Linked DNA regions of Sus scrofa: all the other regions are linked to region 2. The links are chromatin contacts, called in public HiChIP or PLAC-seq maps. All regions are on one chromosome and are shown on one strand. The core of a region is the stretch at or near the end of the contact, and the rest is flanking DNA. Distances in the headings are between cores, read along the strand shown. Region 1 overlaps GSN (a long non-coding RNA gene). Region 2 overlaps GGTA1P (glycoprotein, alpha-galactosyltransferase 1 pseudogene). Region 3 overlaps GSN (a long non-coding RNA gene).

Region 1 (3,397 bases), core at 252-2,751, 170 kb after region 2:
TGAGGCTACAGCCTACAGCTACAGCTCCGATTCAACTCCTAGCCTGGGAACCTCCATATGCTATGGGTTGTGGCCCTAAAAAGACAGGAAAAAAAGAACTCTAATCTGCCAAGATATACCGCAAGGAAAGAGTTCCATGATCAAATAAGCACAAGGAATGCTCCTTCCTTGCCCCCTGACCACACGCAAAGCACATCCACACGATAAAAGCTCTGGGAAGCCCTTTGGTGATTGAAGCTGCCTTTTCTTTACATAGAACTTCCCTACTTTACTGAATCCAGAACTGCTTTTCTCCTTCACATCTTGCCTGCAATCTGCTTGCAGTGTTCTGCAAAACCCACTTTGAGAAGCCCTCGTCCAATGCTTTCCCATCCTTCAAGGCTCTCTAGGAGGACTGCTCCAGCCGAAACCATCCTCTGCCCTCCTCGACAGTGCTGCAGCAAGTCCCACTCAGCTGTGCCTTCAGAGGCAGCTGCAGGTAAGCGACAGAGCACCAACCTCAGGTTCAAGTCCCTGTCCTGGCACTACAGTGCTGGGTGACTTTGGGTAAGTCTCTTTCCCTCTCTGAGCCTCACGCCTCTCCCTTCTGCAATGGTGACATAAGCTTCTGCAGTGCCACCCCCTGTAGTGGGCACCAAGTCCCAGGGAATCTCAGGAAGGCTTCCTTTCAGGGGTCAAAACTGTCCTTGGTTCAGCAAAAGGCCAAGTAAAGTGGGCTGGGCTTCCTCATGAGCAGTCCCCAGCCCCAGTGCTCAGGGATCCCAGGCCCCAGGCCTCAGGGACATCAAATCAGAGCTGAGAAGGTCCTTACAGAGCTCCTCATTTTACTCATGAGTAAAATGAAGCCCAGAGATGTGAAGTGACCTACTCAACGGCACTCAGCAAGCGTGTGGCAAAGCTAAGGAGTAAAACCTTGCCTCTTGTTCACGATCTGGCACACGCCACCCTGGCAGCTAAGACCAGACGCGTCTCCCTGGCCACTAAAGCCAGAAATGTGGCCATCTCCTCCAGGCCTCTGGCTGCTGTCTCACTTTGCAGAGTGAAGCCAAGTCTGACTGGCTGCACTGAGCCCACGAGGGCAGGGACAAAGGGAGAGAGGATAACCGGGTTCCCCTTAGGGCTACACACAACAGTGAGCCATACAGAAGTGATTGTGAAATGATAATGCCTGCTGGGCTGGCATTTTGCATGTGTCATCTCTGAGGGGGGTGTCATTATCCCCATCTTATGAGGATGAGGAAAGCAGATCCCAGAAGTGAAGAGACTGGCCCAAGATCTCAAAGCTAGTAAATGGTGGAGTTAGAATTCAAACTCAGGTGTGACTAAGTCTGTAAGGCCCACTTTCCCCCCCCAACATCAGGTGTTCTTAGAGTGAACATTACTAGGGTCACCCAGGAAGGGAGGCAGGAATAATCAATCCACTGTTCAGAGCAAGCTCGATCAAGTAAAAAATGTGGTGGTGTGGTTTTCCCTCCTGTTGTGAGCTGAGCGCCCCCTGGTGTCCTTTCTAGGTACCAGCATGAGGCTTTCAAGAGCATCCCCTTGGGCTCAGCAGGGTGGCCAAGGTATTCACAGAGCCTTTCTTTCCACCTGCCTTCAGGGGCCCTCCTGCTGGGGAGCAGTAAGGAAGGGCAGCTGGGGAAGATGCAATACCCTGTACTCACTTGGTAATGACTGCAGAGGCTTCCTCGTACTAAGCCCCATGCTTTGTGGCACCTGCTTTGTGGATATGCAATGTGGTCCCCACAAGACCCTGAGTTAGTGACTCCCTTTACCCCACTTCTCAGGCAAGGAAACTGAGGTCAGACCCCATGCCCAGGGTCCTAGCGAACTGGGGGAATATTTACCCTGAAGTTTGCCCTTCCAGGGACCAGCCTCCCACAAGTCTGCTAGCCCAGGAACTCCTGAGAGTCTGTGGGCAGCACTGAGCCTGGGACCTCATTCAACTAGAGATAAAGAGACAGTGGATCTGAAAAGTTTTTCCAAAAGATACTAGACAGACACACAGACCATTTCCATGGATTCCTCAGAGAGGAGGAAACGGGGGAAAGAGGGAAGAGAAAAATCTTTAAAACTTTTTTTATACATCTCTAGAATATTTTACTTGTTCAAGTGTACATTTATTCTTGGGGATTTTTGTTTGGTTTTGTTTTGTTTTGTTTTTTGTTTTGGGGGGGTTGTGTTCTTTTTAGGGCCATACCCACAGCATATGGCAGTTCCCAGGCTAGGGGTCTAATCGGAGCTACAGCTGCCGGCCCACACCACAGACACAGCAATGCGGGATCCCAGCCAAGTCTACGACCTATACTACAGCTCACAGCAACGCCAGATCCTTAACCCACTGAGTGAGGCCAGGGATCGAATCTGCGTCCTCACGGATACTAGTCAGATTAATTTCTGCTGAGCCACGATGGGAACTTCACAAGCATTTATTCTTTATTGAAAAATAGAGGGAGCTCCTGTTGTGGCTCAGCCATAATGAACCTGACTAGCATCCATGAGGATGTGGGTTTGATCCCTGGTCTTGCTCAGTGGGTTAAAGGTCTGGTATTGCCATCAGCTGTGTCGTAGGTCACAGATGCAGCTCGGATCCCACGTTGCTGTGGCTGTGGTATAGGCTGGCAGCTGTAGCTCTGATTTGACCCCTAGCCTGTGAACTTCCATATGCTGCACAATCAGTCCTAAGAGCAAAAAGAAAAAAAAAAATATAGAAACTTTCTTTTAAAAAAGGAAAAAGATTGTTCAATGTCATAAATCTCAGTTCCAACAAATTCTTTTCTGTGAATTTATAAATTAAAAAAATACTTGATTTCTAGTGAATGTGGACAGGCATTTCCTGATTAACTCCTCTAATCTTACTGATCTAGGAAATTAGACTTGGAGAGATTAGTTAACAAAAATGAAAGTAAGCTCTTAGGAGACGTTTGCAGATCGCCAAGTACAAGCATAGGACTTTTTTGAAAGTTTTACAATTTTTCACTCTTTTTACTATAACATTTAAGACTGATGTTGCTTTCTATGGTTTAATCATCAAGTGGGCAGAGATTGGCATCAAATTATTTGAACAAAATTTAATAGGATAAATTGACAGATCACTGTCAATCAACTATAATAATTTTTTTTAATTTAATAGGATATTATTTTAAAAGTCACTTTCAAAATTAAAGTGATGATATATATATGTGTGTTCTCTATATATGAATAATACATATTTATATGTTCATATATAGAGAAAAATTATGTACCATTTGGTGTATATCTCCCAGAGTAGAATCATGGGGACTTCCACTTTCTAAAAGCTCTATTTCTATGTTTGACATTTTACTATAAGCTTGTATTACACTTGTAGTTAGAAGAAGGAGAAAAGCTATAAAAATCTACAATTTAAAATATGTTA
Region 2 (3,512 bases), core at 767-3,266:
CTTCCTAGTCAGGGTTGCTGACATGTTGGAATTGCCAGTGGAATTTAATAATTAACAGCTGGGAAATAGAGCATTTTAATTTTTAATTCGACGTTAATTTTTAATATTGCTACTTTTTCTCCCCCCTGCTTAAAAGGAATCTTCCCAGCCAAGTAACCAAACTGGACACTGGTGTTCTGAATCGGTCTTTCTAGAAGGTGTAGTCTGAGGGGTTGTGCGGCTGAGGAGTGTGCGGCAGGCTGACCACCTGTCAGGGATGGGAAGTTCTCAAGGGGTAGGATGGGTCTGATCTCCGTCTTTAGCCCTGGGCCCCGGCAGATGGAGCAGGGACTTGGCAGATGTGCATCGAGGAGGTGATGCCCTGGTGTGGCCCCTCCTATTGGTTGAATGGCTAAAAACATAGTTTCCTTCTCTCTCACCCCCGACTTTCTTTATTTGTGAAATGGAGGTGATGATAGCACCCACTCTTGAACGTGGTTGTAAGGATTCAATGAGAGAATAAAAGTCCGGTACTTAACCCCAGTGCTTGTGACTAGTAAATAAGAATACCTCCTTTCCTCCTCTTCCTCCTTCTCTTTCTCTTCCTTTTCTTTGCTTAAAGATAATATTGCCTGCTTGCCAGATGTTCAGCTCACACACAGCTGCATGGCTTAACTGATAGGCTGGGGTCTGAACTGCTAAGAATCCTTGACAGGCTACACTAAGGACAGGAATGAATGAAGTGACAGTGCATGGGAAACGGTTATAGAATGATAAGCCTAAGCCGTGTGTGTGTGTGTGTGTGTGTGTGTGTGTGTGTGGTTTTTTTGGTTTGAAATCCAGTCATTCAACAAAGCTGGGGCTTTTATGTGAGAAAAGCATCACATAAGTTTCTAAAAACAAAACAAAACAAACAAAAAAAAAGCTCATCATTTTTTTTTATTCTGCCCTGATAAAAATGCTGAAGTAGCTCAAATGAGTGGAAATGATGACATACCTGGGTTTTAACTCCAGTTCATTGGTACAGCAAGTAAATAGCCAAGAAGCCATAGAGGGTAGTGGTTCAGAGCACAGACCACAGTCAGACTATCTGGGTTCAAATCCCAGCTTGGCTCCTTACTAGCTGTGTGACCTCAGGCAAGTTATTTCACCACTCTGTGCTACAGTTTCCTCACAGATAAAATGGGAATCAAAATATAGCAACCCCACCCCCACAAAAGGGTGAAGCTCTTGGCACTGTGCCTGGTCCCATAGGAAGGAGCCAGTGTGTGTTAGTTACCATCATCTGCTGTTTGGCCTTGGTCAAGTTAACAAGCCTTCCTGAGCCTTGATTTTCATATCTGTACATTGAGCATACTACATGGCCAAGCTTTTGCAAGGACTAAATGAGAGAAAGTGTATGTGAAAGTACCTGGCACAAGTTGGTACAGAGTCCAAAACAGCTTCTTTCATGATTGGTGGAAACCAAGAGCAGGTGTCCCCAAGGGGCGGTCATACCTGGGGTGTGAAGGCAGAGCTGGGGTGTGGGGTTTGAGCAGCCTAGCCATGTCCCCTCCATCTCTGCAGAATTACTCTTAGGGGAGGAAGGAAGCAGGCTTGAAGCAGGGCATGGGGTGGGGGTGGGAGGGCAGAGGCCTCCAGAATACGGGTGCAGAACTTGGTGACGAGGGACAGAAGGCATGAGCAAGAAGTGGGGGTGACCCAGCCTTGCCCAATCTCGCAGGGAAACATGGTTTCTCCCATGGGGGAGGGGCAGGTTTGTGAAAACCCTTCCTCCACCCGCGTATGAGGGTGGGGGTATGTTCTCGCTGGGCTAACATCTCCTAGACAGCCTCACCAGGGCCATACCCAGGCAGCCAGCAGGGGCCCGATGGGACCCCCAAGACGTTGCCCCAACCACTGGCCTTCTCCCTGCAGTGGCTGAAATACAAGCACACAGCTAGCAGGGGCCAGGCCCTCTCATGTTGTGTTGGGGGTTGAATCTAAATGACCACGTTTCAGTCTGTTTCCGACGGGGAAGTGCAGCCACTTCCAGAGCAAATGGGGTTTGAGCCAAGTCTTCTCAGCTCCCTCCTGCCTCTGGGGGGCCCCAGCTGCTACCCAGACTTCCCGCATTTACTCTTTACAATTTGTCCGTTGCTCTTCCGTGGCTTCCTGTGTTTGTGTTGGCTTTGCTAAGTCCCTTTCAAGTGTTCTGGGTGCAGAGAACATGCCCCCTCCCCTCCCGCTTTTGTGCTTCTAGTCAAGAGGCGACATGATCTGAGAGAGGTCTGAGCCCGAGCCCTGTGTGTCACCCATGGCCACAGTTAGCCCGCCGGGTCCCTTCTTTTCTGGGTGACTGTCTCCTTCTTCGTAAAATGAACCACAACACCAGGTCCCCTTAGTCTGGGGCCCTTTTTGTCCGATAACCAGGTTCCTACCCAGAAATTGCTTTCTGGCAGAAGGCAAACTGAGACAGCTTCTTCCTCTTTCAGCTCAAATGTCACTCTCTCATCCCGCTAGTCAAGCCATAGGGCTTTCTCAGGGTCAGGTGGCACCCACTGGGATAAGCAACACCCAAAGATGTCGCTGGCAGCTTAGGAAGGGCCTGGGGAGATAGGCGAAGGGGTTTGGAAGGAAGATTGAGGACGAGGACAGCAGAACAGGGGGACGGAAGGTACATACACGTTGTACAGGTACGATCCCCAAAGGGGCCACCAGGGCAGCCCGCAGAGGCACCTGGGCCAGAGCCTCCTGTCCCTCCCCCAGAAGATGCTGCAATGTCACACCACCAGCTGACTGGGGCTAAAATACAGTCAGGATTCAAGGCCAGTCACCACAAGCCATGACTGACCCATGTTCCCCCAGACTGTCACTGCATACCTTAGCAAAGCCATCCTGACTCTATGTTTTGTCACCAGGAAACGCCCAGAGGTCGTGACCATAACCAGATGGAAGGCTCCAGTGGTATGGGAAGGCACTTACAACAGAGCCGTCTTAGATAATTATTATGCCAAACAGAAAATTACCGTGGGCTTGACGGTTTTTGCTGTCGGAAGGTAGGTGTTGCTAATAAAACTGGCCTTGAGTTTTTCCCCTTCCACTATCAGAGGATGGGTGAGGGGCCCCTGGGTTTACAGAGGCTGTTCATGTCATGTCTGAATTAGTGGAGAGGAGAATGGTGTCACAGGGCCATTTTAGACTCCCTTCTGCTGAGGTCCCCAAAGGCTAAGAATAAAACTAGTCAGAGGGTCAACTCTTTCCCACCTCAGGGTGAGGGGCTTGGGTTGCAGGGAAGAAGATCTGCTATACCCACTGCACCCAGAGTCGACAGTACACCCACAGCCACCTCCGCCCTGACCTCCACGGCCCTCTGTGGAAATTCCAAAAATGGCAGCTGTTAGATGGCCTGTGTGTGTGTCGTTTCTCCTATGCTCTCGAGACCCCAGACCAAGGACCAAAGACAGAAGTGTCCTAAGTGGAGTGGTTTTCCACCTCCGCATGGCTGACCACTCCTCTGTGCCTTCTGCCTATTCCTCCTGGAGGGTTTGGCC
Region 3 (3,562 bases), core at 970-3,469, 210 kb after region 2:
TGGCAACCACAAGTCTCTTCTGTATGTAAGAGAAGTATTTTTTGAGCAGTGAATGCCTTATAGCAGGTTCCTAGAAGCAGAGCACAAGTGGAGAGTTTGTGCGAAGGAGTAATTGAAGAAGTGCTCTTAGAAATCCTAGAATATGCCAAGGAGCCCTAGGTCAGAGATGCAGCCTCAAGGTCAGACCAGAAGCAGGACCTGAGTACCGAAGAAACCCAGGACATACTCTCACTCTATCATTCCGTCTCTGCCATCTGCTTCATTGCCCTGCCTCACATCAGACAAGCATCTCTGCTCCCTCAAATGGCTTTTCCCAGCAGTGAGCTGAACTCATTGTCTGCAGCCCACAGGCTAACTTGAGTCAGATGCTTTAGCCAATGGACTCTGCATGGGTGGCGTGGTCACACTACACAAACCTGACTGCTCCCACTGTAACCCTTTGATAGAGAGAAGAGAAGGGAAAGCCAGGCAGAAAAGACAGTTTTGCTAGGAGAAAGGACATAAGGAATAAGAATGGAGGAGTTTCTGCTGTGGTGAAATGGGATCTACAGAGTCTTGGGAGTGCTGGGACACAGTGGGTAAGGATCTGGCGTTGCTGTGACTGTGACTTAAGTCGCACCTGTGGCTTGGATATGATCCCTAGCCCAGGAGATCCATGTTGTCATAGGATGGCCAAAGGAGAAAAAAAGAAGAAAAATGGAGGAGTTCCCTTCATGGCTCAGCAGAAACGAATCTGACTAGCAACCATGAGGATGAAGGTTTGATCCTTGGCTTTGCTCAGTGGGTTAAGGATCTGGCATTGCCGTGAGCTCTGGTGTAGGTTCAGACTCGGCTCGGATCTAGCATTGCTGTGGCTGTGGTGCAGGCCGGCAGCTACAACTCCAATTCAACCCCTAGCCTGGGAACTTCCACATGCTGAGGCTGTGGTCCTAAAAAGACAAAAAGAAGAGGAAGAGGAAGAATAGGGATGAGGAATGGGACAGCATCCTTTGATCTTCTTCTAGGGGCACAGACAGACTAAGCAAAGGTGTGGAGGTCAGAGGCAGCCAACCTGGAAGAAGGGAAGGAGTCTGTTCTTTGCTGCAGCCTGTGTCCCTTCAGTGGTGTGCTAGAGCCAACTTGAACAGGCTTGCAGGAGCTAGTTGTTAAATTTCCAGGAATTTTGACAGCTAGTTGTTAAACACAGCATTCAATAAAAAAAATTAATGTACATGATTTGTAATTAAATTATAAAGGTAATAACCTCTCAAAATACATCACTTCCTCATTGCTTTACTGTACTAGTACCTATGCTCTTAAAGGTTTTTTTTTTTTTTTTTTTCTTTGCCTTTTTCTGTGTGTGTCTTTTTAGGGCCTCACTTGTGGCATATGGAGGTTCCCAGGCCAGGGGTCCAATTGGAGCTGTAGCTGCCAGCCTATGCCACAGCCACAGCCACAGCCTCAGCCATAGCAATGTGGGATCTGAGCTGCGTCTGCCACCTACACCACACCTCACGGCAACGCAGGATCCTTAACCCACTTGGTGAGGCCAGGGATTGAACCCACAACCTAATGATTACTAGTCGGGTTCATTAACCACAGGAACTTCTTAGAGTTATTTCAGTATTTATCTATATGGTAGAAATACTGTATAACTTGGGTGCTGTTGCCCATCACTTCCTGATTCCACATTCAGTGATGTCACATGGTCATCTGAAATCAACCATGGTGGCAATATTTACACCACGGAATTCAGCAAAAGCTACAGAGGTCAGGGCTTCCCTTCTTCCTGACCTGCCTCACCCCCACCCTGAGAGCTTATGGTTTATCATTTCCCAGCACACCGCCACCCAATGCCATGGATTTCCCCCATTCAAGTCTCTGCATGGAGATTGCCTGTTTGTGGCAATATCTCTCCCTCACTCACCGGGCACTCGGTAGAAGGAGGAAGTGTGTTTGCTTGGTTTTCCAAAACATCCCCAGTGTCAAATAGCACCTGGCACAGAGTTGGTGCTTAGCAAAATTTTTACTGATTTAATTAATCAGTGAATGAAGGAAACGAGAAATAAGCTTGGTCAGACAGAGTGAGTTGGGAAGGCTGTCGGAAGGATTCAGGAGAGGGCTGCACTTCCAAAAGCTGCTAGTCCTAGCGTCTTCTGAATGCCCCAGGCAGGAGTGTGTTCGTCCCATTATTTTAATGAGAACTTAAACATTTGGGTGCCACGCAATCACTGTTAGCTCAGTCATAACCCCTAGTTTATATATTTCCACATCACTGTGTTCCTGGAAGACCACACAGCTGGCCCTATGACAGTGGCACTTCAAATAATAAAAAACTACAGTTGTAATTATAACTACCACTTTGGGGGTACTTGCTGGCCACTTTATTATTTCAATTTATTATTTCAGTTACGCCAACTACCTCCAAGTTAAGTGTAACCTTCAGTTTTACAAATAAATAAACAGGCTCAGAAAAGGAAAGTAAGCACGCTTAAGTTTCCACAACTGGGTGAGTGGTAGACTGGGATTTGAAACCAGATCTGTCTCCAAAGTCCAGGCTCTTTCTACAGTCAGAGTGAAAGTCAAGGGAAGATAAAGCCTTTCCACACAGCCTATTCAGGACTGGAAATTATTTCTTTTTGTTTGTTTGTTTATTTTATTTTTTTTTTATTTTTAGGGCCCGCTCCCGTGCCATATGGAGGTTCCCAGGCTAGAGGTTGAATCAGAGCTGCAGCTGCCAGCCTATACCACAGGTCATAGCAACACCAGACCTTAACCCACTGAGGGAGGCCAGGGATCAAACCGAGTCCTCATGGATCCTAGTCAGGTTAGTTATCACTGAGCCATAATGGGGACTCCTGGGAATTATGCCTTTTCATCTTGACAATATTGGGGCCTGAGGTTAGGCCCTTCCCTGTACACTTCATGTAATGCTTTATGAAAACTCCCTATTTCTTTGTGTGAAAGTAACTAGAGTTGTTTAAGAAATACAGGCCTATTTTAAGAAAGATTGTAAACTGCTGTGCTCTACAAATAAAAGGCAATTCATAAAACCCCTTAAACACACACACACCCCCAAAAAAATCTTTGATGCAGTGCTATTTTTGATTTTTTATTCTGTACCCACATAGGAAGTTCATGGCTTTTGCTTTTTTCCTTATTTATTATTTACTTACTCCTTTTCCTAATCAAGCCTGTGGCCTGGGGTGAAGGACATAGAGATGAATCAGTCATAGACTCAATCTTGGCAGGGCTGTGGCTAAGGAAACAGGCAATTACAATAGGGTGTTAATAGGAACTAAGAAAGAGGAAGTTCAGGGTAGGGACGGGAGGAGAGGCTGGGGAGCAGGGTCAGGGTCCAAGAAGACTGCAAAGAAGGAGCCGAGCTGGGTCTTGGGAGGATGCTTCTTTTTGCCTCAGTTTCTTCATCTGAGAATTGTGTCCTCCTCAAAGAGTTGTGGGGAAGTGAAGTGAAATTATTCATGTTCACTACTTGCTACAGGGGCCTGGAGCATAGAAGGGGCTCTATGAACAGAAGCTGGTATCATTATGGAAATGCTACAGGCAAAGTCATAGAGAGGTT

The links. HiChIP or PLAC-seq counts read pairs in DNA pulled down with a chosen protein or histone mark.
Region 1: an H3K27ac HiChIP or PLAC-seq map of alveolar macrophages shows a contact between it and region 2. The contact joins two enhancer-like sites. A contact is called at or near these places in 1 of 5 promoter capture datasets (fetal liver), 9 of 47 Hi-C or Micro-C datasets (brain, embryonic fibroblasts, epiblast stem cells and 5 more) and 2 of 2 datasets of contacts at active chromatin or transcription factors (alveolar macrophages and skeletal muscle).
Region 3: a contact with region 2 is called in an H3K27ac HiChIP or PLAC-seq map of alveolar macrophages. The contact joins two enhancer-like sites.

Annotation. Positions count from the first base shown.
Region 1 is chr1:261,350,350-261,353,746 of Sscrofa11.1, reverse strand. The region is part of intron 4 of GSN (a long non-coding RNA gene); the gene reads right to left. Among named protein-coding and RNA genes, the nearest start is that of STOM, 56 kb to the left of the region's middle. Within about 2 kb of position 1,501, at least 3 of the 83 cell types and tissues checked have an H3K27ac peak or open chromatin away from gene starts, as enhancers often do. A contact at or near this core is called in alveolar macrophages, where this site is marked.
Region 2 is chr1:261,518,570-261,522,081 of Sscrofa11.1, reverse strand. GGTA1P (glycoprotein, alpha-galactosyltransferase 1 pseudogene) reads left to right here. Exons shown (of 8, transcript NM_213810.3): 7 at 2,880-3,017. Among named protein-coding and RNA genes, the nearest start is that of GGTA1P, 68 kb to the left of the region's middle. Within about 2 kb of position 2,016, at least 25 of the 83 cell types and tissues checked have an H3K27ac peak or open chromatin away from gene starts, as enhancers often do. A contact at or near this core is called in alveolar macrophages, where this site is marked.
Region 3 is chr1:261,307,933-261,311,494 of Sscrofa11.1, reverse strand. The region is part of intron 1 of GSN (a long non-coding RNA gene); the gene reads right to left. Among named protein-coding and RNA genes, the nearest start is that of GSN, 14 kb to the right of the region's middle. Within about 2 kb of position 2,219, at least 3 of the 83 cell types and tissues checked have an H3K27ac peak or open chromatin away from gene starts, as enhancers often do. A contact at or near this core is called in alveolar macrophages, where this site is marked.